2 separate regions of the Sus scrofa genome follow, and region 2 is linked to region 1. The links are chromatin contacts, called in public HiChIP or PLAC-seq maps. All regions are on one chromosome and are shown on one strand. The core of a region is the stretch at or near the end of the contact, and the rest is flanking DNA. Distances in the headings are between cores, read along the strand shown. Region 1 holds the start of ARAP1 (arf-GAP with Rho-GAP domain, ANK repeat and PH domain-containing protein 1). Region 2 holds the start of STARD10 (StAR related lipid transfer domain containing 10).

Region 1 (3,405 bases), core at 619-3,118:
CTAGCCCCTAGGACTCTCAAAGACCCTGACCCCCTGAAGTGACCCCCTTTCCTTCTTTCAAACACACTGCCAGGGAAGGATTTAGATTCCCGAAAGGCCCAGTTCTTGCTCCAGCAGTCTCTCTTCGGAGCATGGGACCAGGGCTTATCACCAAACCCCACGGACTGGGAAACAGAGAAGTCTGGGGACTTGCAGAGTCACATAGTGTTTGGTGGCTGCACAGGGACTGTCCCAGGTCCCAGTCACCCCTGTGGCTCTGCAGTCCCCTTCCCCACCAAGCTCCAAGGAGGCCCTTCCTCGCCACTACACAGGAACTGAAAGACTAGGCAGGAGGCAATAAGCAGCCCGCCTCCAAGTCCCAAAGGACACAGAAGGTTAGGGAGGACAAGCACCCTGCACAAAGGGCTGAGGCTGCAGGTACGGCAGGGCTGGAGTCTGGGAGACGGTGGGGGGTGAGGCTGGGGCTGCTGCGGAGGCCTGAGGGCTCCAGTGAAGCCTGGAGGCAATCTGAGCCTTGGTGGCCTCTGCTCACTTCCACCTCACAGTTGTTAGGAGTCTGGCCCAGCTCCAATGAGCAAGTGGCGAGTGGGGAGACAGGAGCCCCGGACCAGGGTCTGGATACTGCTCAACCAGCCTTGGGTCTGGGGGGTTGGTTCTCTCTACATCCCAGCCCTGCAACCCACTGCAGCCACCTGCCATGCCTCAGACACACCACCCAAGTTCCTGCTTCGCATAAGCTCTGCCCTCCTCTTGTGAATACTACTTAACTGCCAAGGCCCACTGGAGTCATCCCTCCTCCCTGAGCTTCCAAGGGCTGATTTCATCCCTGGGCCTGTCTACACCTGTTTTCTGACTCTTTGGGGCTCCTTTTACCCTGTAATGAGCTTGCTAGGCAGTCTCTGCTGGCCTGGACACTCTGCTCTCCCAGGACAGGTATCCTGGGTGCCTCTCTCTGGACCTCGTTGCCGGCTGAGGTCAAATCCCTGCGAACGTCCACATATCTGTCCCACCCTGGAGCCCTCCCCGCACCAAGCCTGGATCAGGGAAGGCTCCGGGACAGGAGCTCTGGGGGTAGGGGATGCCTAAGCCAGATGCCCACCAAAACTCCTCAGCACTAACACACAGCCCTGGAGATCTGGGCGCAAACACCCACCCCATGCCTCCAGGCTGCACTCCAAGTCTGCTCTCTCCAGTCCCAATAACCCACTCCCTGTGTCTTGACCCCATTCAGTGAACACACACCTTCTTTTTCCAGCAACTGGGCCAGGTAGGAGCTCAGGGGAGGCCATGCCCCATTTACCGGTGGGGAGCTGAGGCGCAGAGACCGGAAGTACTCTGCTCAAGATCACTGAAGCCGCAGGTCCAGCGCATAAGGTCATACGACCGTGCAGATCTGTTAGGGTGCCCGCGGTCAACGAGGTGGGAGCCTGTATCTCACAGATAAGAAAATCTAGGCGCCCCGAGGGCTCCGGATTCTGGGAGCTAAGGGCTGGAAGCCCCTAGTTCCGACGGTTCGCCCTCCTCCCTACGGCCTCTGGCCCGACCGCGCGCCCTCAGGAGGCGCCCCCATCCCCACCGCCAGTCAGAACAGACGACGTGACCCAGCGAGACGCCCGCGGAAGTAGGCGCCGAGCGCAGAGTGGCCGCGCGGCCTCGGCGTTGCCGTCTGCGGAATGGGGAAACTCCGCGGCCACACCTGGCCCAGGGTGGCGGGCGGGAGGCCCCCACCGCCGCACTGACCTGTTCTGAGCGAAGACTCCACGGGGGGACCCGGGGTCCCGGCGCCACCACCGACTCCCGGTGCCGTAGCCGAGTCTCGGCGGCAGGCCGGGCGCGCCCACCCCGCCGGGCGCTTCCGCCAGCCCCACGTGACGCCCCGGGGAGGGGAGGGCGGGGAAGGGGCAGGGCCCCGGGCGGCCACGCCCCCTCCCGGCCACGCCCGGACGCGCTCCCTGCGGACGCGCTCGGCTGTGCGTCTCCTCGGTTTCTCTCGCGGCTCACTGGACCGTCCGTCTCCTGAGGCTCAGGTCTCCCTCCAGCGCCCCCGCCCGCTCAGGCTCCATCTCTTCCTGCGTCTCTCGGCCTCTTGCCATCCCTCTGCCGGTGACTCTGCCCCTGGTAAGGGGCGGTCGGAGGCTGGAAGATCAAGGTCCTGACCTCCTCCTCCAGGAAGTCCTTCCCGACTTCATTCTTTGAAGATATCCTACTTTTGCCCACATCTTTCAGAGGCAGGGTGGTAGGGGCGGTGCCAGTAGAGGGCCCAAGGATCCCTTGGTTAAAGGCTGCAGCCAGAGGTCCTGGCAATCAGGCACCCTCCCTGGCCTAGAGAATGGGAGGTTGGCACCCATCCTGCCAGCACACACACACGGATGGGGCCTGGGGTTTGGCAGGCATTCCTGAGTCCTGGGTCCAGGGCTAAGATTGGGAGTCATTAATTTGGGCACTCACTTACTACATGTCAAACCAAGCTGGGCAACTTATTCCTTTTATCTGGATATGCCTGAAGATAAAAATCATCACCCGGGTTTTGGCAATAAGGGTCTAAGAAGCTCCAGGCCTTGCCCGAAGTTACAAAGCCAGTACTGGGTACCCTGGCCAAGTCTTGGTGGGGTACAGAATCTCTTGCCCACTCCTACTGGACATTCGTCTTGCCCCTGTAGGAAAAGGTGGACCCCGAGCACCTCCTGACAAGGCAAAGGTAAGTCACATCCCGGGAGAGGAGGGTGGGGCTGGATCTTGGGGAGAACTTCCAGCTCCAAGTCCCCATGGGGTACAAAACCACTGCAGAGGGTGGAGCACAGGGCCCTCCTCCCCACCTGATTGCAGGAATAACCTTCAGGCAGCAGAGGGCACTCGGGGCCACAGAGAGCAGGAAAATCCCAGACATCCCTCTAGACTCCAAAGCCTAGACAGCAGAACAGCAGGTGGAACACAGGACGGAGGGCTGGCACCTAACCACTGGCAAAGGGCAGGAGGCCCCACCCTTTCTATTAACTCAGGCCTGAGGTCTTCTAAGTGAGCTGAGGAGGGCTCAAATCACAGGGCCTGGTCCCTCCACTGGAGTCTGATGACACCTCAACCCTCAAACTCTCTCCAGAACATGCTGCACCAACCAAAGCTCTTAGGCCCACAGCCCTGCGGTCTGAGACTGAGGGGCCTCTCCCCCTCCTTCTGTCACAACTGAAGAACGTCAGGCCCTGGTTCCATAGTGTGGACCGAGAGGGCGTTAGGCTGAAGGTCTTATAGGAGAACCCCACTCTCTGACCCTGGGCCTCTGGGCGGACCTGCCCCTTCTCTCAAAGCAGGAAAGGCAGCCAGATAGCCTGGAGTGACTGGCAGAATGCACGCTCGAGGTCAGGTGGATGGATGAGGAGTGAACCAATGAGCAGACGCAAGGAGAACCAA
Region 2 (3,393 bases), core at 218-2,717, 36 kb after region 1:
GGCCGGCAGCTGTAGCTCCAACTGATTCGACCCCTAGACTGGGAATCTCCATATGCTGCGGGTGTGGCCCTAAAAAAAAAAAGTTGGATGAAGATGCTTGATCACTGCCATGTGATGGGAAGATCCCTGTCCTAGTCCCGTTCTATCCCAACTCCTTGTATGTCCTGAAGAGAGTCCTGTCCTCCTTCAGCCCCTGTTCCTCCTGCTGGAAACAGAGATGATTTGCGAGGACCCCGAGTATTAGCACTTGGAGGTGGGGAGGAGCTCGAGCTTCCTTTGTACAAACACCTGCCTTTCACCGCTTGCCTGAGAAGGTCCCATCTGCAACCAGACCTTAGGGTCTCCCAGCCCCTCCCACACCTATGTCCACAATCTCTAAGAGCACCCCAGAGAGCTCCCACGAGAGATAAAAGTTCACTTCCCTGTGGGCAGCTGCCTGATTGGCGGGGGGAGGGGAGGGTGTGCCCATGGTGCCACCTGACTGCTCCACCTGCTGAGGAAGTGGCTCCGACAGCCCCTCAGCTCCGTGTGCATCATTTCCTCCTCTCATCACCCAGGCCAGCCCAGCTACCACCTCCCGCTGTCCCTGGAGTCACCTGGAGTCACCTGAGCCCCCATTCCTCCCAGACTCAGAAGTGGAGCCCAGCACCTTACCCCTCTTTCCGTTCAGGTCTGTCCCCTTGACATCACTCCTCGTGCCACACACTTGGACTCCCTCCCTGAGCTGGGCTGCTCCTCTGAGAAACAGAGTCTGTTCAGCTTCAGGATCTTTCTCCACGATTCTCCAGCTCCTCGATTCTCCAGCTCCTCCTTAGTTCCCTGCCTTTGGTGGTCATCTCAACAGAGCAGGACCTTCCTCCACGAGGCCCAGGTTGGGTGGGAGGAGGACTGGGAGTAGAGACGCCCCAACCCCGAGTACAGTCCGTCTTTTTAGGCCTTTATCCAACAAAGACACTCATCCTTGGGGTGCAAGGAAGGGCTCAGGCCCAGAGGCAGGAAGGATGGGCTTTAGCCTTTGCTCACAGACTGCTGAGACCCGTGGCAAGCTCCTGCCCCTCTTGGGGCTCTCGGCTTTGCAATCTGTAGAATCCAGAAGAGGCTCCTCAATCTGCAGTCACCCGATTATAATAATCTGTTGCCTTTATAGGTTGCTCGGGAATTTAGTTTCACTCCTGGATTTCATCTGATCCTTCCAACAACCTGTTTCCACTTTCGACTAAGAAGGCTTAGGTCCTCAGGGGAACAAAACTACCCAAGCTCACACAGCAAGTCAAGGTAGAGAAGCCTGAACCGTTTGGCGCGGTCCCTCTCACTTTGTTCGGACTCTGGCTGTGTGACTTCTTCTGACTCGCTGCCCCACTGGTAAAACGACCGCTCTAAGGAGCAAACTAGGAGGCAGCGATGGGCTATGCTTTGCAAACCTTAAGAGAAAAGACAGCGGAAAGATAACCCGACAGGTACTTTACTATTTATTGCTGTCGTCTTTGCTCAGGCGCCCCCACGCGGCCATCCCGAGGCGCCCCGTTTGCGCAGGCGCTCTTTGGTGTTTACGGAGGCCTCGAGGCCCAGCTTCTGCGCGTGCGCGTCTCCTCGGGGCCTCCCAGCGGTCCTCCAGCTGCTAGTTAGCGGCCGGTTGCGGCCGTCATGTCCCCCAGGTGGCCGTTCTGTCACTACAGCTCCCTTGGGCCTTGTCGGCTCCTCTTCGGTTGAAGCGTCTCCACAACTCCGCGGAGCGGAGGCCTAAGGAGTGGCAGGGAGAGGCACAGCGCGGCCACCCCTGAACTCTGGCCTGTCAGTCACGACTGCACTGCACTTTGGGGACCGACTCTGGCGGCCGAGGGATTCAGAGCGGCACGGAACGGCCCACGCACTGCCTCATGGGAGCCTGAGTTCGCGGCTAGACCCTTTCCGGGGTTGGACCGTTGTTAAGACTACATTTCCCAGAAGTCCAAGACCCAGAGTCGCCGCAGGGCCCGAGGCATGTTGGGAGATGGAGTTCGGGGACAGTAGTAGTGAGCTTGTGTAGGCAGGTAGACGCCGTAGGGCAGTGGAGCCTAGCGCTCTGAGCCTGGGCTGTGGGTTCGAAGGATGCATGAGTTACTCGGTAGGTGTCGTAGGAAGAGAGCAGCGCTGTTAGGGCTGAATTTTAGAAAGAATACTGCTCACTATCTGTCTGCATCTCCCGCACGGCTTTAACCCCCATCACTCTCTGGGGACAGAGCTCCCAGAGGTCACTGTAGCCAGAGACTCAGTTCTCTTACTGTTGCTCAAAAGAACTGTGATGCGTGGCGCAGTGGTTAACGAATCCGACTAGGAACCATGAGGTTGCGGGTTCGATCCCTGCCCTTGCTCAGTGGGTTAACGATCCGGCGTTGCCGTGAGCTGTGGTGTAGGTTGCAGACACGGCTCGGATCCCGCGTTGCTGTGGCTCTGGCGTAGGCCGGTGGCTACAGCTCCGATTCAACCCCTAGCCTGGGAACCTCCATATGCCGCGGGAGCGGCCCAAGAAATAGCAACAATAACAACAACAACAACAACAAAAAGACAAAAGACAAAAAAAAAAAAAAAAAAAAAAAAGAACTGTGATGACGGAAATATTCTATATCTGCACAGGCCAGTACGGTAGCGACTAGTCTGAGGCTACTGGATATTTGATATGAGGCTGACACGGAAGAAGAAACACTTTTAATTGAATTTATTCTAAAAATATTTTAAATCCAATTAATTGTTTTCAGTCAAATTTAAATAGCCTGTGGCTAATGGCTAGCGTATTCCTCAGTGGCACAGTATACTAGGCCTCCCAGTGTTCAATACCAACAATCACCGTCCTGCTATGTGAAACCTAAAACTTTGGTTTTCCTCCTACTACCAACTAAAAAAGTCTACAGCGTAAAAGTTGAGAACTATCTTTGACTTGCAGCCTGAGGACTGTAGCCAAGGATGGCAGCTTCTCAGGTAGCTCTGAGGGGCTGTTCCTAAGTGGTCAGAGAGGAGTCAGGAGTTTTTCCTGAAAAAAACAAACAAACAAAACCCCTGTAGTCGAACATCCAAAGAATACTGCTAATCACATGCAAGAAACGAGACAACTCAAGTTAACTGTTTTAGTGCCTTTCTTGGTAGGGAAAGATGCAAGAGATTGGGCTCTCTGAAATTCTTACTTTGGTATGCGTCTTAACTATCTAGGGCGAGAGAATCCCGTTTTTCTCCATCCTGGATTCCCCTCAGGGTGCACCACTGGAGGAGCAGCTTGATGGCAGGAAACATTCTTTGCTTACTGACTTGGCAGGCAACTTTTTTTGGTCCATACTGCCTACTCACTACACTTAGTCTTTGCAGATTCCTTCTTCATTATGTGTCCCTTGAAAACCTAAAAACTAGTTTGGACTGTAAAAA

Evidence for each region. HiChIP or PLAC-seq counts read pairs in DNA pulled down with a chosen protein or histone mark.
Region 2: a contact with region 1 is called in an H3K27ac HiChIP or PLAC-seq map of skeletal muscle. The contact joins the promoter of STARD10 here to the promoter of ARAP1 in region 1. A contact is called at or near these places in 2 of 5 promoter capture datasets (fetal skeletal muscle and liver), 10 of 47 Hi-C or Micro-C datasets (adipocytes, embryonic fibroblasts, fetal heart ventricle and 5 more) and 2 of 2 datasets of contacts at active chromatin or transcription factors (alveolar macrophages and skeletal muscle).

What each region holds. Positions count from the first base shown.
Region 1 is chr9:7,299,217-7,302,621 of Sscrofa11.1, forward strand. It overlaps ARAP1 (arf-GAP with Rho-GAP domain, ANK repeat and PH domain-containing protein 1), which reads right to left and starts at 1,869. Exons shown (of 36, transcript XM_021102283.1): 1 at 1,741-1,869.
Region 2 is chr9:7,335,449-7,338,841 of Sscrofa11.1, forward strand. It overlaps STARD10 (StAR related lipid transfer domain containing 10), which reads right to left and starts at 1,468. Exons shown (of 7, transcript NM_001243805.1): 1 at 655-1,468.